7 separate regions of the Mus musculus genome follow, and regions 1, 2, 3, 4, 6 and 7 are each linked to region 5. Evidence: chromatin contacts called from public ChIA-PET, HiChIP or PLAC-seq and promoter capture Hi-C data. All regions are on one chromosome and are shown on one strand. Each heading gives the region's core, a stretch centred on a gene start, on an enhancer-like site or on the middle of the called end of the contact. The rest is flanking DNA. Distances are from core to core; before and after follow the strand shown.

The links. Promoter capture Hi-C pulls out the DNA fragments that hold promoters and counts their contacts. ChIA-PET counts read pairs in DNA pulled down with a chosen protein or histone mark. HiChIP or PLAC-seq counts read pairs in DNA pulled down with a chosen protein or histone mark.
Region 1: a contact with region 5 is called in an HNF4G HiChIP or PLAC-seq map of pancreatic cancer cells. The contact joins the promoter of Pdpk1 here to the promoter of Pkd1 in region 5. A contact is called at or near these places in 11 of 39 promoter capture datasets (the 3T3-L1 cell line, 3T3-L1-derived adipocytes, the C10 cell line and 7 more), 3 of 115 datasets of contacts at active chromatin or transcription factors (embryonic stem cells and pancreatic cancer cells) and 1 of 9 other capture datasets (pancreatic islet).
Region 2: an H3K27ac HiChIP or PLAC-seq map of microglia shows a contact between it and region 5, with 6 times the contacts expected there. The contact joins the promoter of Amdhd2 here to the promoter of Pkd1 in region 5. A contact is called at or near these places in 9 of 39 promoter capture datasets (the 3T3-L1 cell line, 3T3-L1-derived adipocytes, the C10 cell line and 6 more), 1 of 484 Hi-C or Micro-C datasets (embryonic stem cells) and 7 of 115 datasets of contacts at active chromatin or transcription factors (the SCID.adh cell line, bone marrow-derived dendritic cells, effector CD8 T cells and 4 more).
Region 3: a FOXA1 HiChIP or PLAC-seq map of pancreatic cancer cells shows a contact between it and region 5. The contact joins the promoter of Kctd5 here to the promoter of Pkd1 in region 5. A contact is called at or near these places in 2 of 115 datasets of contacts at active chromatin or transcription factors (memory CD8 T cells and pancreatic cancer cells).
Region 4: a contact with region 5 is called in an RNA polymerase II ChIA-PET map of memory CD8 T cells, with 102 read pairs. The contact joins the promoter of Ccnf here to the promoter of Pkd1 in region 5. A contact is called at or near these places in 1 of 15 datasets of contacts at CTCF or cohesin (the NIH/3T3 cell line), 1 of 484 Hi-C or Micro-C datasets (CD4 T cells), 2 of 115 datasets of contacts at active chromatin or transcription factors (embryonic stem cells and memory CD8 T cells) and 1 of 9 other capture datasets (liver).
Region 6: a promoter capture Hi-C map of fetal liver shows a contact between it and region 5, with 2.8 times the contacts expected there. The contact joins the promoter of Tbc1d24 here to the promoter of Pkd1 in region 5. A contact is called at or near these places in 6 of 39 promoter capture datasets (cranial neural crest, fetal liver, frontonasal cranial neural crest and 3 more), 1 of 115 datasets of contacts at active chromatin or transcription factors (craniofacial prominence) and 1 of 9 other capture datasets (adipose tissue).
Region 7: an RNA polymerase II ChIA-PET map of memory CD8 T cells shows a contact between it and region 5, with 19 read pairs. The contact joins the promoter of Jpt2 here to the promoter of Pkd1 in region 5. A contact is called at or near these places in 1 of 39 promoter capture datasets (pre-B cells) and 1 of 115 datasets of contacts at active chromatin or transcription factors (memory CD8 T cells).

Annotation. Positions count from the first base shown.
Region 1 is chr17:24,139,951-24,142,995 of GRCm38.p6, reverse strand. It overlaps Pdpk1 (3-phosphoinositide dependent protein kinase 1), which reads left to right and starts at 1,402. Exons shown (of 14, transcript NM_011062.4): 1 at 1,402-1,559. The coding sequence starts at 1,536. It overlaps Gm33409 (a long non-coding RNA gene), which reads right to left and starts at 1,433. Exons shown (of 2, transcript XR_876671.3): 1 at 836-1,433; 2 at 398-545.
Region 2 is chr17:24,162,217-24,165,050 of GRCm38.p6, reverse strand. It overlaps Amdhd2 (amidohydrolase domain containing 2), which reads left to right and starts at 1,318. Exons shown (of 11, transcript NM_172935.4): 1 at 1,318-1,469; 2 at 1,719-1,855; 3 at 1,936-2,075. The coding sequence starts at 1,387. It overlaps Atp6v0c (ATPase, H+ transporting, lysosomal V0 subunit C), which reads left to right. Exons shown (of 3, transcript NM_009729.4): 2 at 169-352; 3 at 443-1,186. The coding sequence ends at 647.
Region 3 is chr17:24,072,140-24,075,036 of GRCm38.p6, reverse strand. Kctd5 (potassium channel tetramerisation domain containing 5) reads left to right here and starts at 1,552. Exons shown (of 6, transcript NM_027008.2): 1 at 1,552-1,860. The coding sequence starts at 1,609. It overlaps Pdpk1 (3-phosphoinositide dependent protein kinase 1), which reads left to right. Exons shown (of 14, transcript NM_011062.4): 14 at 1-1,357.
Region 4 is chr17:24,249,667-24,252,688 of GRCm38.p6, reverse strand. Ccnf (cyclin F) reads left to right here and starts at 1,280. Exons shown (of 17, transcript NM_007634.4): 1 at 1,280-1,394. The coding sequence starts at 1,379.
Region 5 is chr17:24,548,520-24,551,534 of GRCm38.p6, reverse strand. It overlaps Pkd1 (polycystin 1, transient receptor poteintial channel interacting), which reads right to left and starts at 1,585. Exons shown (of 46, transcript NM_013630.2): 1 at 1,058-1,585. The coding sequence starts at 1,272. LOC115488769 (a long non-coding RNA gene) reads right to left here and starts at 1,051. Exons shown (of 2, transcript XR_003952238.1): 1 at 1-1,051.
Region 6 is chr17:24,204,040-24,207,126 of GRCm38.p6, reverse strand. Tbc1d24 (TBC1 domain family, member 24) reads left to right here and starts at 1,565. Exons shown (of 8, transcript NM_173186.4): 1 at 1,565-1,653. It overlaps Ntn3 (netrin 3), which reads left to right. Exons shown (of 6, transcript NM_010947.3): 6 at 180-3,087. The coding sequence ends at 529.
Region 7 is chr17:24,959,010-24,962,084 of GRCm38.p6, reverse strand. Jpt2 (Jupiter microtubule associated homolog 2) reads left to right here and starts at 1,462. Exons shown (of 5, transcript NM_198937.2): 1 at 1,462-1,517. The coding sequence starts at 1,474. It overlaps Cramp1l (cramped chromatin regulator homolog 1), which reads left to right. Exons shown (of 21, transcript NM_020608.3): 21 at 1-859.

The DNA of each region.
Region 1 (3,045 bases), core at 153-2,652, 410 kb after region 5:
CAAGGTTCCCTAAGCCTTATTTGGAGGGGGACTCATATAGATGCTCCCTTTTATTTATCTTGTGTTTGTTTGTTTTGCAAGACAGAGTTTCTCTGTGTAGCCCTGCCTCTGCCTCCTGAGTGCTGAGATCAAAGGAATAAGCCACTATGACCTGGTTCTAGATGCCCCATTTAAGGCTGAATACTCACAGTAATTTTCAGCACTTTAAATTATTTTACACAAATGACAAATATCTGGAAAGGGTGGTGAATACCTATACCCAAGCACTAGGAAATCTAAGGCAGAAAGATCATGAATTCAAGACAAGCCCAGTCTACATAGTGATGTCCAGGCTAGCCAGGGTTACATACTGAGACACTGTCTCAAAAACACCACAAAAAACAAAGGGCGCAAGGGCTATGGGTGTAATTTAGAAACATTTAATTTTGAGATGATCTAGCATGTGTGAGGTCTTGAGTTAATTCCCAACACTGAAAAAAAAATGGGGAAGGTCTGTAGAGATGGCTCAGTATGATGCCTGCTATGCAGGCAAGTCCTCAGCACTCCTGTAAAAGAAAGCTGGAGATGGTGGGGGTGTGTCTGTACCTTCACCCCTGGGAAAACAGAGACAGGGGGACCACTGCATCTCACTGGCCAGCCAGCCAGCCAAGAGGGATCAGCAAGTTCCAGGTAGCGACTGGTATAGGAAGACATCTGACAAACCCACAAAGTGGACACACACATACACTGTACACACAGCGCAAAAAGTTTACAAAAATTGTATGCGTTTCACCATAATTTAAAAAAACATCTACAGCGGTTGTCATAATGACAACTAAAGGAGGATGTGGCATACCTGTCATTTCAGCAGCTGGGAGGCTGAGACAGGATTGCCGCAAGTAGGAGGCCAGTCTGTTCTCGATAGTGAGATCCTGCTGGGAAAGGAAAAAAAAAAAAAAAGCAAGCTCACAAAGACGTCCATCAAAATATTGGCAAAAACAGGTTCATCAGGAGTGACAGGACGGCTTGTTTTCTGCTTCAAATCATAGCCCAATTTCTCTCCCAGATTACTCGTGACCTGTGAATCAGATTCAAGTTGTCCTGGCAGTAGGTTCGAGCTCAGCCTTGCTGCTGCCCCAGGCGTGACCTTGGCCCGCTGGCTACGGAGCCTCAGTTTACCTGACAGGGAACGCGGATGACAGCTCGGCGCTCCGGCCCCGGCCCCTCCCCGTCACTTCTGATTGGCTCGCTCAGCCTCCCTCGACAAGCGCGCCGGGCCCCAACCCGGAAATACGGCTCTTGGTCGGGGGCGGGGCCCTCACGGCCCGCCGCCAATGACAGCTATACTGACCAATGGGCGAGAGGAGCGGCGGCTACGTCGCGGAAGTCCTGCTTAGCGTCGCGCGGGGGCGGGGTGGCGCTGGGGGCGGCAGGCGGCGGGGCGGGCGCAGGATGAGGGCGGCCATTGCTGGGGCTCCGCCGCGGGGAGGAGGACGCTGAGGAGGCGCCGAGCAGCGCAACGCTGCGGGGGAGGCGCCCGCGCCGACTTGGGGCTCATGGCCAGGACCACCAGCCAGCTGGTGAGCGCGCGGCTGCTGTAGGGCGCACCGGTCCGTTACCCGGGAGCGTGGCGGTCGCCTGGGTTCTGCTGGGCGAGGCGGGGCGGCCCGGTGTCGCGGGCCGGGCGGCGCCTCACCTGCGGCTGGGTGGCGGGCAAGACTGTTGGCACCGGCCGAGGGTTCCTCTCGGCTGCGGCAGGGAATGCGGGCCCCGGCTCGGGCTGTCGGCGGCAGCCGGGGGCGCTGACAGGGCACGGAGGGCGGGGGAGGCCGGGAGGTGTCACCCGGTCGGGCGGGGTGGAAGTGCCTGGAAAGTTTGTTTTCGGCTCTGTGCAGCCTGGAGCCGAGCCTCTGGGCTTACCTTGAGGTCCTGCCCGAGGAGGAGCATTCTCCATCCTTTACCTGGAGGAGGTTCCTGGGAAGCAGGAGATGTGAGTTCCTGCTTGTAGCACCTGATGCTGGAGGCTCCTTTCCAGATTCTTGGTCAGCGGGGCATTTCGGTCCTCCTCTTGCCTGCAGTTCTACGCTCAGTGAGGTGGGAAGCCCTGGGAGGCCGGGCTTAGAGGCCCCAGCGAGGGCAGCCTAAGTTTGACAGGGAGGAGGGGTTGGGGGGGGCGGGCGGAAGGACGAGGACGACAAAACCAACCACTTGTTGGGTGAAATGTTTGTTTTCTCTGTGTTGTTAAATAAGTATCCATAGTTGTATTTTCTGGTAAGTTTTAGAGTTCTTAGATCAGCGTGTCTGCCTTGTATGAGATATGAAGTGGCTGATGAGAAGATGTCAGACGCCGAGCAAGATTTGGTTCAAAAGGCAAACCTCCTTGGGCTAGGGCTGTGGTTCAGTGGTAATCTGCTTGCTTCACATGTTCAGGGCTCTTGGGTTCGATCCTCACTCCAGCTTTCAGGGAGTGGGGCGGGATGGGAAGAGGGTTGTTGGTCTCTTTATTCGAGGGGACTGAAGAAACTCACTTGGTTCAGTATGGTCTAGGATGTGTCTGTGGTAGTGGTTTTTGGAGGGTCATGAGCCCCTTTAAGAATCAAAGTATGGGCTCCTTTTGAGAAGCATACACAGTTGCACGGAATTTTGTTGCTACCAGAGGCTCAAGAGCCTTCTGCATCTCATCCATGGACTTGAAGTTATAACCCTCTACTGTGAGATGGATGGTAATTAATCCAAATTCTAAAAGGAGGAGGACCTATCCAGCTGAGAAAAATGGTGAAAGGCAAAAAAGGGTGTTGCAACACTTGTGTCTTTACCCCGGGGTGCTTGGGCTAGCACGCAAAAACATGAATCGTGGAAGTCAGAGTGACAGTACTTTGGATATTTATGAAGTGAACTTTGACACAGAGATGCTTTTGCAATGTGTAAGGTGTGTATCTGATGGTGTCTATGGGAAGAGGAAAAGTGTGTTTTCTCACTTTGTCTTGACACTTCCGTGGTAGGCATTTGATATCTACAATTTTCTTCTCATCAGACAGCTTTTTCAGTGTTAAGAGCACTGGAGCC
Region 2 (2,834 bases), core at 69-2,568, 390 kb after region 5:
ACTGCAGGCGGAAGTAGAGCAGGAGGTTGGAGGTATGGCTCTGCTAGTGGGAAGAGAAGTGGCTGCTGCTCTTGCTTGGCTGCCCGCCTCAGTTCTTGTAATGGGTGGGAACCTGGGGAGCAGAATGGAAAAAGCTGCTCTGGGCTCACTTACTCTCTCCTCCCACAGCCATGGGAGCCGCCTATGGCACAGCCAAGAGTGGCACTGGCATCGCAGCCATGTCAGTCATGAGGCCAGAGCTGATCATGAAGTCCATCATCCCAGTGGTTATGGCTGGGATCATCGCCATCTACGGCCTGGTGGTGGCAGTACTTATCGCTAACTCCCTGACTGATGGCATCACCCTCTACAGGTGAGTGCTGGGCCTTTCCTCCCAGGTGAAGTGCTTCATTGTCCTGTGGACAGGCAGATTGCTGACAACCTGTGTCTCTTCTCTCCCCAGGAGTTTTCTTCAACTGGGTGCTGGCCTGAGTGTGGGGCTGAGTGGCCTGGCTGCTGGCTTTGCCATTGGCATCGTCGGAGATGCTGGTGTTCGGGGCACTGCCCAGCAGCCTCGACTGTTCGTGGGCATGATCCTGATCCTCATCTTTGCGGAGGTGCTTGGCCTCTACGGTCTCATCGTGGCCCTAATCCTCTCCACAAAGTAGTCCTTTTCCACCATCAGTCACAGGATAGGATGTAAAGATCACCCCTCCTCATTCCAGAACGAACAGCCTGACACATGCACGGGCAGCTGCCCCTCAGTAGTTGGTCTTGTAAATGTGCAGTGTCCTAGTGCCCATTGTCTGTCGCCCCCGCCTTGCCCCTACTGCACCGTGCTGTGGACATACGGGCCCACTCATCTCCCACCCAGGCCCCTGACCAGTGACGAAGTCAGCCTCTGGTTACCCCACCCATCGCCCTAGAGTGCTCCTGTGTATAAGAATGAACTAGAGTTGTCATTTTTCTCTTCACTGGATGTTTATTTATAAAAGATTTGACCTATTCATGCGTCTGTGGAGCAGCTCCTGTCTCCCAACTATATAGTAATCATTAGTAGACTGTTGCCTTGTGGGGTTCCTGTTGCTGAGACTCCTTGGATGGAGCCACCCTTCCCCCTGCCCTGAACAGCCAGGGTGGAGGATAGAGTGCTACTGCTCCTCAGAGCTGGCTCCCAGCTGTGTCCAATAAAAGTTCTCGGATGTGACTGGCTTGTGTTCTGGCGCTTCTGTGGGCGGGCCTGGCAGGGTTTGTCATCATGTGGTCGCCACCACGTGAGCACCGCGGCCACGTGACAGCCCCTTCAGCTGAGAGTCACGTGATGCGACCTGGCCCCGCTTCCGATTACGGCTGCTCCGGGCTCTGCCGGCTTGCGCCCAAAGCTTGCTGGGTTCGGCGCGACTCACGATGCGTAGCGGGCAGTGCGCAGCGGGGGCCCCGGTGCTCCAGTTCACCAACTGCCGCATCCTGCGTGGCGGCACGCTCCTCAGGTCTGGGCTGCATGGTGCAGGCTTAGGCTGGGTATAGAGCTGATGATACGCCAGTGCGGGGTGCAGAGATGGGGATAGTGTAGGGCATAAGCCCTGAAAGGGGCAGGAATGTGGAGGGCGGGACTATCGTGGGTGTGTGGCCGGGACCAAGAAGAATAGTGGGTGCAGGGACAAGCTGGGTGCGAGATAGAACTAGGGTTTGGTTCCAGGGCCTGGTGGTGATCCAAGTGCCTACTACTCTGCCCTCAGGGAGGATCTGTGGGTGCGCGGGGGCCGAATCCTGGACCCAGAAAAGCTGTTTTTTGAGGAGAGGCGTGTGGCTGATGAGCAGCGGGACTGCGGAGGCCGCATCCTGGCGCCTGGCTTTATCGATGTGCAGATCAACGGTGCGGCCTGGCTCGGGCCAGGGAACCCAGGGCAGGAGCTCCGAGCACTGTGCTACCCCCCTTGTTTTCTGTGGCCACAGGTGGATTTGGTGTTGACTTCTCCAAGGCTACGGAGGACGTGGGTTCGGGGGTCGCCCTAGTGGCCCGGAGGCTCCTGTCCCACGGTGTCACCTCCTTCTGTCCCACCCTGGTCACCTCCCCACCAGAGGTTTATCACAAGGTGAGATGAGGCCGTTCTACCCCTGAGCAAAGGGGCCCTCAGGAAAGGACCACTTCCTTCACCCGAATCTGGGCTTCCTGGACTTGGGTCCGAGGGGGATCCGCCTCACTTTCAGTTGGGTTCTGCCTGGTCTCTGCAACTGCCAGTGCGGTTGTCCTCACGTTTCCTGCCCCGGTTCTCATCTGCCACGCCCTCCCAACGCCCTGTAGGCAGCCTCTGGGTCTCCTGAACTAAGGTCGCCTGGAATTCTGCCACAGCCATTGTCTCTTGTCTAGCTCTTCCTCCCTAACCTGCTTATGCTGTGTGACTCACATGAAAAAGCCTTTCAGAAAGAGCTGCTGTTGCTGTGGACTGGCTTCTGTCCTCACCCTTCCACCTTCTATCTTAGCAGGAGGTCTGTTGTCTTGTTCCAAATTTCATGTAAGGTTCTCCCACAGTTTTCCCGGTTTTTGTTTGTTTGTTTGTTTTTTCGAGACAGGGTTTCTCTGTATAGACCTTGCTGTCCTGGAACTCACTTTGTAGACCAGGCTGGCCTCAAACTCAGAAATCTGCCTGCCTCTGCCTCCCGAGTGCTGGGATTAAAGGCGTGTGCCACCACGCCAGGCTAGTTTTCCCAGTTTTAAGGAAGCTTGTTTAGGTTGCTGTCTTCATGTGTTCTCTGCGGGTTTATCCCTTAGACCTGAACTCTTGCTTTAAAAACGTGGTATTCTCTTATGCAACACAGTTGACGAATTTAGTAAATGAATGCTGTTATCCATA
Region 3 (2,897 bases), core at 303-2,802, 480 kb after region 5:
AGGCTTTGTCATTGCCAAGGATGGGTATCCCCACTGATGCTTATGTAAACCTTCTTGTGCGCTGCAGTGCTGCACGGAACTGTAGTGCCCACCCAAATCAGATAGTAGCTTTATCTGTGTTGGGTGGGGCCTGCTGGTTCAATTTGGAAACATGCAGCAGAGATTTTCTGTGTTACTTGACTGTCAGAGCTTAGGGCTGGAGATGTGTAGAAATCAGTTTCCTGCCCTCCTCTGCCTCAAGGCTTCTCCCCATTGTTCTATAGACCTGGGGTGTTCATCTGAGACTTGGGAGGCCACAGCAACTCTGAATATGGTGAAGATACTCCTATACACGTTTCTATTTGTTTTAATGCAAAACCCAACATAAACTGGTGCTGATGCCAGTGGGTGTAGCACCTCGTGGGTAGAAGGTAAGACAAGGGCCCTGACATTGAACAGGGCTGGAACCACTCTCAGAACCTCTGAAGATACCTAGCTTCTGGCCTAACACTTCAGGGTTATAAGTCAGAATGTGGAAAAATGGCCTGCAATGTGAGGGAAGCTGTTTCTGTCAAAAGCACTTTTGCAGCAGTAAGCAAATGAATTAACCAATATGAATACCTGAAAATTCCCTGTAACTCATTTCTTCCATATGAAGAATCCAAACTGAACAAAAGTTTTTACAAATAGCAAAATTTTCCCTCCCCATGTAGTCCACCCTAGTTTAATCATCTGGGTTAATGACTACAAGTAGGTCATTGTGCAGGTTAAAGCCACGACCATAGTGTGATTGGACATGTGCAAATTAAAAACTGTTACAGTATTTAGAGCTGCTGCGGCTGGTCCATTAGCCACGTACAGTAGGATGAATTGCTGTCATTCAGGTTGGTGGCAGTCAGTTAGAACATGTGTAATATTCTCTACCTGTTCTGTAGCTGTAACTGTGATGTACAGGCAAAGGAAAAATTAAAAATACTTATGAAAACAGATAATGCAATGATACTGGGATATACACTTTTGTATTTTTATTCTTATATAAGGTTATTTGCTGGCTATTGTCGGCCTCTAGTTCAGTCTGTGTTATTTAAATTCTAATATATGAATTATTTGGATTGAATTCATGTTTGGGGCCACGTTGTTGTATGTATTGATGTACAGCCTTGAGTGTGAATAATTATTGTAAACTATATTTTACAACTTTTTTCCTGGCTTTATTATATAAATTTTCTATTTGGTCATGGTTTAATCATATAATTTAATGAAACAACTTTTCTTTTTTTTGTTTTTTTCAAATATCTGTGCTTTAGATGTAATTACCGGATGATGGATTTCCCTCGTATGCTCGGTAGTCTTGTAATAAAAGCATGTAGAGTGTACACTTTGTTTGCCATGGAGCCTCTTTGAGTAGGGGCGGAGCTTGAGCCGAGGATGCTCGTGAGAACCCGAGACTTGCTCCGGCCGGAAGTGGTAATCTCCGGCCTGCTTTTCGAGCCGGAACTTCCGCCTTGCACATGAGCCCTGGGCGGGCACTTTATTGGGGCGTACCTATGGGCGGGACAACTCAGGGGGGCTGTATTAAAGAACGGACGCTTCCGGCGAAGGGCCGCTGTGGCGGGGCTTGTTAGGATCATGGCGGAGAATCACTGCGAGCTGCTGCCGCCGGCTCCGAGCGGCCTCGGGGCGGGGCTGGGGGGCGGCCTGTGCCGCCGCTGCAGCGCTGGGATGGGCGCCCTGGCTCAGCGCCCCGGTGGCGTGTCCAAGTGGGTCCGGCTCAACGTCGGCGGCACCTACTTCCTCACCACCCGGCAGACGCTGTGCCGGGACCCGAAGTCTTTCCTGTACCGCTTGTGCCAGGCGGACCCCGACCTAGATTCGGACAAGGTGAGGGCCTCGCGGGTCAGCAGGGGTCTGGCCGCCCTAGTCGCCACTCGCGACACACACCTCTTCACAATGAGGGCGCCCGGCGGAGCGGGCCGGAGGGAGGATGGCACTCTGGTACCCACCTGCCTCGGCCCTTTGGTTTAACAGTGCCTCTTTCTTCTTTCATGCTCTTCGGTCGAGAAGGACCCAAGCTTTGCTGTGGCCCTACTTTCTTCTCCCCAGATTCTTTTGCCCAGGGTGTGTGACCACCACCGCCCAACTATTTGCTGGCTTTGGAACCTGAGAACCCTTTGCATTCATCTGGTCTTTTCACATTCCAGACGTCTAAATTAACGTAGGCCATGGGGGTTGACACAGTGACTACCCTTTTTCCAGTGATTTGCAGAGTTTGTGCTTTATCCTTCTCATTCATAAGGACAGGCACGGCATCTCTTAGAAGGTACCACCTGAGTAGAAATGTTCAAAGGTGTCAGTTTAATTCTAATAAATGAATTATTTGTATTGAATTCATGTTCGGGGCCAGGTGTCAAAAAATCTTAGGGTTGTGAAAGAGACCAGGTAGAGAATCTTTTTCCATCTCCTTTTCAGACTTCATTTCCCCACCGCCTTTGAAAAGGGTAGGGATTTCCAGCTTAGTTTGTGGTTTGTCTATCTTTAATTTAATTAAACGCTAATACTGTTAATACCTGTGGTAATAGAAAGTATTTCAATTATTATCATTACAAAAGTTGTGTGTCGTACTGCATACTGAAAAATTAGTATTGTGCAGGATTGAAACTTAGGAACAAATCGTTCACTCCCCTTTCCCCCTAGGCAGTTTATTAGCCTTGTACTAACTGAGTTTTCTGGTTCAGCCTACATGATGGTGCTTGATTTTGTGCCTTGCCAGCCTGAAAGTGACTACTCAGGAGGTTTTCCAGAAAGATCGAGCCCATTGCACTTTAAACGGCCTAACAGAGCACCTTCTCAGTGAGGGAGGCCTGGCATTATGACCAGGAAATGAACTCTTGAGTTACTGCAAAATAATCAAGAAGTTA
Region 4 (3,022 bases), core at 31-2,530, 300 kb after region 5:
GTTAGCTGAAGGGCATTGGGAGACCCTTTATCAAAACCAACAAAACCCGCCTCCAATAAATAATAGAAACTGAAATTGAGTAGGATACAAAACAAGGTAGAGCAAAAAAAAAAAAAAAGACAACTGATCAACTGATGACTTTGTAACTCTGATTAACCAGGGGACCAGATAGATTGTTATGTATTCTGAAATGTGATGGACAGCGGGTTTGCTCATTGTTAGATTTAGTTTTTTTAATACCTTCCAGAGGCTACCAAAAGCAAATTCTGAAAACAGCACTTCTGTCCCAAGTAACAAAGTACAAAAGGAGGAAGATAAAAAAGTAACAAAGTAGCTGGGTGGTGGTGCCACATGCCTTTAATCACAGCACTCGGGAGGCAGAGGCAGGCGGATTTCTGAGTTCAAGGCCAGCCTGGTCTACAGAGTGAGTTGCAGGTCAGCCAGGGCTACACAGAGAAACCCTGTCTCGAAGAAAAGAAAAAGTAACAAATTGGAAAACAGTATAGTCTTCCGGAAAAGAGACAGTGTGAGGGTTCCCCATGGAGATCAGCAGCAATGGGGAGCAAATCCCAAGTCTTGCTCTAGGGTTCTCTAATATTCTGTGCTGTGAACAGCCATTCCCTATTAACTGTCTCAGACCCACTAGAGGTCTTGCTATCCAGCTTCCAGCACAGGTCAGATACAGTGAGCATGCTGGCTTCGGGGAGGGGATGAAGGCTGACCCAAGCTGTGGGGATAAGCCTGGGCCTATTCCTCGCTCTCCACCCTCAAGAGACCACTTGTCTTTTCTCGACAGATCATCTCATGAGAATACGGAACATGTACTCGAGTGAACACATCGCTCAGCAGACTGTGACTGTGGCTGTGGCTGCCCGGCATCGGAGCCCAGCTTCTGCAATTTCCACATCAGTGTTGGAGTTGGCGCCTCCAAATGCAGTCTCCTCGGCCGGAAGCTCGCGTGGGAGGGACAGGTAGTAAGCCACGACCAACTCCGGACGGTAGGACAAGTCTTGGAGGGAGAAGACCAGCCCTCTCTGCCTCCGGGCGGGCTTTTTAGGATAGCCCGCCGGCGCCAGCTGAACTCCTCCGTCCCCCGCCCAGCGGAGAAGGCGGGTCAACCACGAGCGATAAGCCAATAGACAGCCAGCGTTTGAATTCGCGTCCTGGTGTAGCCAATCACAAATGCCCAGAGCCTGCGGGGCAGGAGAGGCTAGTGATCTGGGGGGCGTAACTCTGTGGTCCTACCAGTAGGAGCTCCCGGCGCGTTTGAAAACGGGGCGGGGGTGGGGCCCGCGCCTGCGTGAGGCGCTCCGTGCACTTGCCCCAGGCGCGGGCGCGCTTGAGAGCGGTCTAAAGCGGCAGTGGAGGGAGCTCGGCGATGGGGAGCGGCGGTGGTGAGTGCTGGCGGGAGCCGGGTAGGCGATAGGTCATACGGAACGGAGGCCGGAGGAGCATGGACTCGGGCCCCTGTGACCCGGGAGTGCGCGTCGCATCCCCCAAAGCACGGGGTAGGCACGTATCCCCGACTGCGAGCCCGCCCGCGCGGTTTAAATGCCCGCCCGGCGCCTATGCCTCTCCTGTTACCCCAGGGCTATTTAGGTTCTCTACTTAGCAAACTACGATTTTACTTATCTGTGAAGTCGTGGGCAATCCACACGATATAGAGCGATCTCAGGCCCTGTCCGGACTCTTGTGGGCGGCTTGATCACCTGAGGGTTGGCTGAGGCCACAGGATCTGCCCCGTGAAAACGTCTCACGACCTGGGGGTGCGATTTCACTTGTTAGAGTGGTTAAACACTTCCAGACATGCTCTAGAGCACACGAGTCAAGAAACTGTTATGATAATATTCTTAGAATGTTTGGGAATTATAGCTCTCTGGGTATACATTTGGCCTTTGCTGTAAATTTGGTTTCCAATAAGACTCAGGTGAAGAGTTTGGGAGTGGACAGTCTCTTAGAGACCTCCTGATGGAAAGCCCGAGGTCAGCCACTTTTGCCTCAGTGTGAGGAGGAAAAATAGGTAGAAAGATAGGCGCATTTATAAGTAGGAAGGCAGGACCTTGGGGGGGGGGGGTAATGTGGGGGCCCTTTGTGAAATAGGGAAAAAAGCCATAGGCGTTGAATGAAGAATGAATTGCTGAAGTAAATATTGGAACAACCCACTGTGGAGGAGAAGAGCTCATCTGAAGAGCATGTCTGGGTCCAGTTGCTGTGTGCCTGAGTTCTCAACATGTGGGCGCGACTCCATTGGGGGGGTCACACGACCTTTTCACAGGAGTTGCAGATCAGACATCCTGCATATCAGATATTTACATTAAGATTCATAACCGTAGCAAAATTACAGTTATGAAGTAGCAATGAAGGTATTTTATGGTTGGGGGTCACTGCAGCATGAGGAACTGAGTGTATTAAAGGGTCCACGGTGCTAGGAAGGGGTGATTTTGCACTGTAAGCTGAGTGTGGAAGACCCCTCTGTTTGGGGACTGGGGAGCTCTCACCATCTGCCAAGCTGAGAGCTGCTCTGGGATGGATCTGGCCTCCATGTTCTACAGAACGGCCTGCTAATTTGAGTTCCCAGTCTATGCTATGCAAGTCCCTTGGTCAACCATATGCTGATAGTCACATGTTCAAATATAAACAATGTAAGCTGGCCATAGTGACTAATACTTAGAATGCAGTACTTGGCAGGTAGAGGTAGGGGAATCAGGAGTTCAAGGGTAACCTCAGCTAATGTTAGTGAATTTGAGGCCAGCCTGGGCTATAGCAAAAGTCCAAGGGATCTTACTGACTGGTTGTGAGCTAGCCTTCACTGCTGAGCAGTTTCTTGGCCCCAAAAGTACCTTCTTGAGTACAGTTCAAGGAAAACTGAATGTTCATCAGTGTCGACTGCTTTCTCCAGCTCTGGTTGTCATGTAGATCTTGGATTAGAAAATTTCCAACATTCAAGTTACATGTTACCTGATATTCTCCCTGAATATTTATTGGCTATAAAAGGAATGGTGGTATCTTTTTTGTTGTTTTG
Region 5 (3,015 bases), core at 336-2,835:
ACAGCCAGGGCTATACAGAGAAACCCTGTCTTGGGGGAAAAAAACAAAAACAAAACAAAACAAAACAAAAAAAAAACCGGTTGGAATCAGTTAATCCTGAGACAAATTACTGCAGTCTGCAATCTCCTCTTAACATTTTTGATCCAACCCTGGTTGCCAACACTGCAAAGGTCCAAACCTAAGCTATGATGTCTAGGCTGTGATACCTTGAAAATACATCGCATCTCCAAGCTTCTTTCCTCACCTGTAAAACAGAGGTCTGGCTCTACGCCAGAGAACTGGACTAAGAATTAAGTGTGATAATCTATAAAAAGAGACTAGTTAAGCCTGGTTCAAGATGTTGATCTCTCAGTGAGATTTGCCTGTTACTTTCAGAAGGCAAAACTGCCGAAATGGCAAATGTTTTAACCCCTCCTGGCAATTTCCCCTCCCTAAGTACCACTAGAGGCCCACATCCATCACACCCTCTACTCCCTAACACTTCTCCAGCAGTCACTATGTGTGGCCAACCTCAGGCCAGGCCGCTGGACCAACCTTTTGTCCCTTAAACATAGTCAATTCTTACACATCCATAAAATTCTTGTCGAGACTCTTCCCCTAGAGGCCAGCTCTGAGCCCCAACAGAAATCTCCAACCCCAGGATACACCTCAATTAGTCTCTAATTAACGTTTATTCCGCAACCTCCTACCACGCCCCACGCACTGTTGTAGCTCCTGTTTGAGGAGCCCCGCAACGTAAAACGTCAGTCTTCGTAGGAACTGGGATTTTTGGCTACTCTTCTGGGTCACGCCGGCTGAGGTCCAAGGTTTTCCTTATTTAGTCGGGCCGACATCCCTGCTGGAGCCTCGCCCTAGGAGCGGCCAGGCCCCGCTGCGTCTTGCGGCCCGAGCTCAGGACCGCGCCCACGCTCTGCGGCCGACAGCCCGGCAAAGCTCCAGAAGGGCTCTATCTACCTCAGCCCTGCTCCCGCCGGACCCAGTCATGATGCTCTAGCCAGGCCGCCCGCCGCCATGGCAACCGCCTGCCCGCCTGCACTGCCTCGGCGCAGCTACTCACAGCGCGGTGGCGTCAGCCGGGATGCGCAGACTCGGCCCTAGCGTCTGCAGCCAGCGGCCGGAGCAATTGACGCGGCAGGCGGCGTCGGGCGCAGGGCCGCAAAAGCAGGGGAGCGGGCAAGGCCCGCAGCCGCGCCCAGGGTCTCCGGCCAGCGCTCCGAGCCACAGGCCCAGGCCTAGGGCCAGCGCCAGGAGAGCAGGCGCGCCGAGCGGCATCGTCAGCGCAGCCCGCGCATGGCCCCGGTTCCCCGAGGCCCCTTGCGCCGGCAGCCGCAGTTCAGGAGGGGCCCGCGGACCTCATGGTGCGGCACGGGGCTGAATGCCGCGGCGGCCGTGGCCCGTCTGCGGTGCGACAGCTGCTCAGCGCTCTGGGGCAGGCCGCACCTCAGGGCCTTGGCCGCCTGCTCGCGCATTCGCGCTGCACTGCAGACCCAGCGCCAGCTCCTCCTCCTCCCCCACCTCCGGCGTGGGGCGGGGCGCCCTCAGACTCCGCCCCTGCGCTTCCAAGTTGGCTGTAGGTGGGACTGGATGAAGAGAAGGCCTTCACAGGCTCCGCCCTCTTCATTGCAGATCCTGCAGTAGGCGGGGCCTGAAGGAAGGGCGCCCTCAGAGGCTCCGCCCAGTGAGCGTGAGCCTTGGTGGGCGGGGTCTCACGGGAGGGGAGTCCTCCGGAGGCCCCGCCTTCTGCACCGCTGGGTCTGCTGCAGACCAGGCTTGAAGGTGGAGGAAGCTCCGCCCCCTCTGCTGCGGCGTTTCGAGCCCCGAGTCAGGCTGCGGTTTGAGCAGCTGCCCGCTTAGGCTGTCCCCTACCCACAACGGCTGGAGAGCTTATGGCTATTCACCCTGCTTTCCCGAGTTCCCCCTTGAAGTCCTCTGGCTGTTGAGGCCTTCTTGGAGTCAGTAGGTTTCTTCGCTCCTAGCCTTCTGCAATCAACAGTCACAATATTAAAAACACTAGTAGGTGCAGAAGAGAGGGCTCAGCACTGGGTGGTGGTGGCAAAGACTTTAATCCCAATACTCGGGTGGCAGAGGCAGGTGGATCTCTGAGTTCAGAGCCCAGCTTGGTCTACAGAGTGAGTTCCAGGACAGCTAGGGATATACCGAGAAACCCTGTGGAGGTGGGGGGTCGGTTAGCGGATAAAGGAAGCCTAATCAGCTGAGTCCTCTCCCGAAATCCACGTACACAAATCCAACTTATACAAAGTTGTCCTCTGGCCGCAACACCCTGGCCATAGCATGCGCTCTACACTGATAATAAATTAAAAAAACAAAACAAAACAAAAAACCCTGCGACCTACAGTTTCTGGGTGCCAGCTGTGCGAGCTTCCACTTCGCAAGTCTTCTCTGACCCTGGAGAGTACCGCCGACCTGAGTCAATAAATACTTGCTGCGTCATATCATGGACCTCTGCCAGAGCATGCTGCAGAGGCTCAGAAGTGATGCATGAGATTGAGCTCACCTGGAGTGGGTGCAGTTTAGCGCCGTGCCCTCCACCACTCCGCGCAGACCACCCTGCGGAGGTGCTGGGGAGACGCTGTACCACCCGCCCACCCGCCAAGCAGCTCCATCTCAGGCTTCAGTCTCCAGGTACTGTAGATCCTTGTGCGCAGGAGCTAAAGACAAAATTAAATTGAGAGAAAAGACTCCAACCATAGCACCGGGGAGTAATCCTTGAAAAAAATGTTTAGACGTCCAAATACCAAGAACTACACAGGAAATATTCAAAAAGGGAAAGAAAAATTAAATTAAAAAGGGAGAGAAAAGTCCACAAAGACAGGAAGTTGATGAGTGCCTTGAGACTGGAGGAAAGGGGTGGGACGTTCTTTGGGGCCAATAAGCATGTTTGTTCCGTAATTAGACGAGTGAATGAACAGCCTTATTAAATATATTGAAACGCACAGAAGCCGGGTGAGGTGGCACACGCCTTTAATCCCAGTACTCAGGAGGCAGGGGCAGGCA
Region 6 (3,087 bases), core at 316-2,815, 340 kb after region 5:
TCTTTCCTCGGGTCTCCCACTGATGCGGGCTTTGGCAGCTATGTCTTAAGTGTACCTCCCTCTAGTGGGTGACCTCTTCATGTCTCTCCTAAGCCATTTGGACATTCTATGCTTCTCTATACAGACCCCTCCGGCCCTGCCCCACTTAACCTGATCGCTTTTCCACGCCCCCCCCGCAGCGGTGCAGGTGGCAGTGGGTGCACGCGGTGAGGCCCGCGGCTCGTGGACACGCTTTCCGGTAGCGGTGCTTGCTGTGTTCCGCAGCGGCGAGGAACGCGCTCGACGCGGGAGCAGCGCGCTGTGGGTACCAACTCTAGACGCGGCCTGCGGTTGCCCGCGCCTCCTGCCCGGCCGGCGTTACTTGCTGCTGGGAGGTGGGCCGGGGGCTGCAGCTGGGAGCACAGCGGGCCGGGGACAGGGGCTCAGTGCTGCCCGTGGAAGCCTCGTGCTGCCTTGGAGAGACGCCTGGACCCGGCGCCTGCGGAGGCTGCAGAGGAGAGAGCGGCGGGGGCGCTGCGGGACCGCCTGAATCTGCAAGCTGGGCGTGGACTGGGCGGACTCAGCTCTCTTATCACTGGGCGCGGCGCGTTCATCAGAGCACTAGGCTGGAAGTGTCACGTGCATCGCCATCTAATTTCCCCCTACCCCCATCCCCGCTTGAAACCTATTTGGCGATACCCTACCCCCAACTTAGAGGAGTATGATGGCCCCTAAGAGCTATCTGGAGGCTCCTAGGGCAGCTCAGAGGACCCTGATCTTATCCCTCTTGGCTGATACCCGACGTCTCTTAAAGGTGTGAACCCGCCTATTCCCAGGGGATGCTAGGATGATCCCTCTGGGGTTTGAGCACATCCCACGGGCCAATGTGATTCATCAACTCTCTGATGCTGTGATACACTAGAGTTCTCCAACCTCTCCAAAACCACTGTTGCCACCATAATTGCCTGTACACCGCTGCAGGGGCTGTGGCTCAATTGCACAGCCAAGACAGCGACGTCTCTGCCCTCCAGCCGGGAATGTACAAAGAGTATTGTAGGCTCCCCTGTCCAGTGTCATGGATCTTGTCCCCATATCCATTCTGGCCTGCCTCTGCCGGTCACGTGACCGTGTCCCCATCCGCAGCTGCATCACTGCCTGTGTCCCATATCTTTCTTGTTCCGTTGTACCCTTTTCTGGGGTCCATCCAGCTGTCGCTTTCTACCACGACTCCTACCAGTCTTGGCCTCTTGGCTCCATGACACAGGTCCTGCCCCTAGCTAGGAGCCCTACACTCTATCCGCTCAAGACTGGACGTCGAGAAGGGGCAGATCAGGTCCACGTGTGACCGGACCAGAGGCGACTTCCACGGGCAGCCGTCGGAGTTCTAGTCGTCCGTGACTTTGCCTTACACCAGGCGCTAGGGTCCCCACCTCTTTAGGCGAGCCCCCGCCCCTTAGCGCGGGAACCGCTGTTTGGCTAGCGCATGCTCCCGACTTGGCCGCCGCCGGGCGCAAATGCGCATGCTCAGAGCCGGCAGCACTGAGACGCGGGGCACTCGGGGTGGGCAGCCCGCAAGCGCGTGCTTGTGGGGCGGGGCCGCCTACGCGCGTGCGCAGAAAGTCCAGTGCGGTCCAGCGGAGAGCCGAAGGGAGAGGTGCGGTGCGGCGCGCCGAGGTGGGTGCGCGGCGGGGGCGTGGCGGCTGGACGCGGGGTGTGGGGGTGTCACTGCCACGGTGCGCTGACCGGCGGCACGGATGTACTGAGGGAGGGGGGCACGGGTTGTGCTCCGTGTCTTGGTCGCTGCGGGTTAGGGGGCTCCAGAGTCTAATGCTGCGTGCGTGACGTGGGCCCCGGAGTCAGAACCCTTTGGGCAGGCCCGGCTTTCCTCGATCATCCCTGCCTTCTCTGGGCTCTGTGTCGTGGGCAAGAACTGCCTCTGTGTCAACCTTCCCTTGGGGCACTTTCCGTCCCTGCGGAATAGGAAATCCTCTTTCTGTATTCGTTCGAAATTGCAGCAGTGTTCATATACCTTTGCCCTCGGAGACCTGCAACAACCCAGGCCCTTCACTTGCCAAAGATGACACAACTGCCCACCTGAAGCTTAGGGACTTTCCCAGCCTGAGAGCCCTATCCAGCCAGTGTCCCTGACATGCCTTGGTCACCTGTGCCTTAGCTTGGCCCTGTGCTTCAGGAGTTTTGAATAACAGCTGGAGGGCAGAGCTGGCACCACACGGGGTGGGCTGCACATGACAGAAGTCAGTCTGCTGGGTGCTGGCAGCCTGACCACAGATTTTCCTTGACAGACCTGACTCAGTTCAGAAATAGTGCTCTGGCCTTCTTGGATGGGGACTCACTGGGCTAACTTTAAAGGCCAAAGATTGTCTAGCCCAGCCCGGACATATGCAGGCATAGGTTGGCCATTTGGGCGGTTGTGTTGCTGTCTTTCCAAGGTAAATAAAGGATTTTCCTTGTCTCACCATGTTCTGCTGGAAGGTCAGCAAGCTACTCCCAGGCAGTTGGTACAACTGTCCCATGGCATGCGTTGCCATGTCATCTACTTGGGGACAATGACTCCATTCTCATTTTCACACCCCTGTCCCCAATAGGCACCTGTCATTGTTCACTGAATTGTTGTGGAGATGGCTGTATTTGTGTTCTCTCAAGCTCTATCTGATGTCAGTTCTGGGTTGGTGTCAAGACCAACCCAGACGACAAATGGTTAAGAAATTTCAAATATTTGATAGTGACCATTCATATTGAGTGCTATGAGGGCTCTGTGTGCTTCCTTGATGATTAATCCTCACCTAATCTCCCCAGTACTCAGATAAAGACTTAGGGTAGTGACAGCTGTATTTAGAATCTAGTCTGCGTGTGGATAGGCCTGGAGCCACATCGTGTTGTCCCTGTTCCCCCATGGTCTGGCATTCAGTTAGCCAGGCACTCTCTTAAGTGCTTGTTGGAGGGAATAAAGATGCCACTTTTTGAATGCTACATGTCAACTAGTGAACTAGCAATGTAGTGGCTTTTGGCTGGATTAAGGGTGACCTTTTGGGTTTGCAGAAGTACTCTAGTAATCTAGGTAGGGTTTTCATAACAACAATCAAATTT
Region 7 (3,075 bases), core at 213-2,712, 410 kb before region 5:
GAAAATCTTTTGTTAATATTAATGTTTCTTAGACATGTTGATTCATCTTTTTAAAAGATGGGGAACCTGTATCTTTGGTGCTTGGCATGGATTGTGTCCTAGAGAAGATGCTCAGGCGAGCTGAAGTCCATAGATCCTGTCGGGCATAGTACTTGCTCAGGGAGTGGGACTTTGGGACATTTCATCTGTTGGTCAACCTTTTTTCCTACCCTCCTCTTCTTTTTCATTCCTTGTGATAGCCTCTGCTAGGGGAGGTGTCATTCAGTTCAATAGCATTTTTAACCAAACCATATTATTAGAAATGGTCAAAATAAGTTTAGAAGGAAATTGTTTTATGTACTTTAAAAACAAATCTCCCAGATGCATTCATGAGGAAATACCGTACTTTGTCTTAATTTAAAAAAAAAAAAAAAACACTTTAAAAAAGGAAAGAAACCCACAGTATACCTTTCCCAGAGGCTAGCCTGGTGTGGTCAGTCCAGTTTTGGAAGCACTGCCCCAGCCAGACCCTTATTCTTTCGTAAGATCACTGGCTGGAGGGGTGCCCCCAGCAGGCAGAGCTCAGTGCTGTTTGCTTTGATAATCGTTAAGCCATATCATCTGAGGTTTCCGGCTTGAGATGTGAATTTGTTTTATAGACTATAAATATACAGTGTATGTATAAAGCAGAATGCCTGTCCTTCTGATTATTTTTTGTACCATATTGTAAATTACATTATTTATTCTTTACCAATTTTTTGGGAATAAAAGGTGTTTTGGTTATTTAATAAACAAGAACTGTTAAAACTTCGGCTAAAATTTCCAGTTCGGCTTGTAAATGTTTTTATTGTGCATAAATACATACTAATACTTCATCTAATGTCTGTCTTTTGTGCCTGCTTTCAAAGCCAGTATGCTTAGGGTATTCCAACAGGCACAGTGTAATGAGATGAGCTCTAAGGCCTGGAGGTGCCCTGGAGGTGAGGGTGAGCAAACAGGTAGGCATCAGAGATTCAGCGATTGAGTGACCGCTGAATGCGGAATTCATTACAGAATTCGCTGCTTCTGTTATGGGTATGTTGTGCGCTTCCATGAACCTTTCCTCCCGAAGGTGCTGTAACCCCAAAGAAGCCTTCCGCTACCACCGGCCAGAAACTTCCTAGTGCCATCCAGCCCGGGATAGGTCGGCCAGAAAATGCGGATTCGCATGCGGAGGCGTGTTGGCTGGGGGTGGGGCGAGCTGTGAACCAATGCCCACGCCTGAGGCCATGAGAGGCGCCCCCTGCAGCCAATCGGCTGTAAGCGCGATGCGGGCCTCCAAGCCTCCCTCTCCTTGGGGGCGGGAGGGAGGAGTGGGGCACGACTCTACGATAGGCTGCAGAGACATGATTGGCGCGAGAGGCGTCCAACTGGCTTGGGCGGGTCAGGGTACCTGCGCGGGACCAAGCGGGAACCGCCGCGCGGCGGCTGTGAAAGCGCGGGGCGGCGGCCGACATGTTCCAGGGCGCGGACAGCCAAGCTGGCAAGTCGGGTTCCAGGTGCGCGGACCGGTGCTGGGGCCCGGGTGGGCGCATAGCCGCAGCCACGTGGCGGGCGGGAGACCCTACAAGTGCGGTGGGTGTGGCGCGGGGCTCCCCTGAGGATACTGTGCGCGCTCTCCCGCAGGGCCTTGCAGGAAGGCTGTGGGGTTAGAGCGGAGTGGAGACCGGGCGGCGGGATTAAGACACGTGGCTCTCCTGAAGTGCTTGCTCAGGACAGACGCTAGCCGGGCGCTCCGAGCTGTTTGCCGCTTCCTGAGCCCTTCCCTTGTCCAGTTTGGTTGGTCATGACGACCTTTGAATGTGGCTGAGTAGCGGCAGCGTTCTCAGACCCAACCCACGACCAGGTGTTTGTTGGATGCACTACTGACTGCTACACCCTGGGCGGGGACCTTCCCTACACAGTTTCCTCTAGGCTTTCTGTCTGATCTGCTTTGAGTTGATCAAATGAAACTGGTGTTCGAATGACTTTACGAGCTCCAGGAATTAATTGTTGAATAGGCGTCCATGGAGAGGATTTTAGGAAAAGGAGGAAATCCCCATTTGAGTTGATAAAATGAAACTGGTGTTCGAATGACTTTACGAGCTCCAGGAGTTAATTGTTGAGTAGGCGTCCATGGAGAGGAATTTAGGAAAAGGAGGAAATACCCACTTGATAGCGGGATGAGGGGGAAAGGGGAGCTACCTTAACTGGATAATGAAGCGCAATTGGAAGCCTCAGTCTGGGCCATATTAGATAGAAAGCGTGCTTTGGATGGCAACTTAGGCAGGTTGGAGAAGATAGCAGCACATAGTCCGACTGATTGCTACAAAGCCTGAGTCTGTAAGGTCTGTCTGTACTCCAGGGTTTCCTTTCGTCTAACCCTGTCTTTTGTCTCCTCAGCAGAGGGATTTTCTTGTGCTGGAGATGTTTGAACTGTAAAAGCGTTATGGTATTACTGTCATTCATCCACAAAAATTACTAACCATGAAGAACACGTCACCCCCCACCCGGTCTATTTCTCATGGCTTTGTCCCAGATTTTCTCATTAGTTCCTAGTTCTTATGAAACTCATCATTCCAGGGAGGCCTGGGAGCGCTGACAACCGTCGATATTTTCTTTCTCTCCAGTGCCATAGTTCATTTGAACTCTGGCTTTTCATCTTTGCCTATATCCCTTATATTTTCTCGATAACTTGAGTATTTCTACTGAAACATTTAAAGGGTACTACAAAAGGAAAAAGTAATTGGAATTATGGATTTGGTCCTAAAGTCTGAGTTGACTAATCTGGCCCTAGAACCTTCCACTCCACTGGTGTTACTGTGATTAATGGCTGCTAGTGGCTTCCAGAAGGCCACACTGTGCCATTGTTCTGGGCCCTATTTGTTGAAAGGCCCATTTGTGAGACCCTGCAGGGGCAACCTTAAGACTTGCATTGCTGCTGTAGGCTTTGAAGCTTGTGCTTGCTCCATTGTCTTTGAGATGGAGGTGGACACTGCTCTTGCCCAAGTGGCTCATTATTTTAGTACACAAAGCAATACTAAATCCTTACTTTCAATACCCATATTAAGTTCAAAA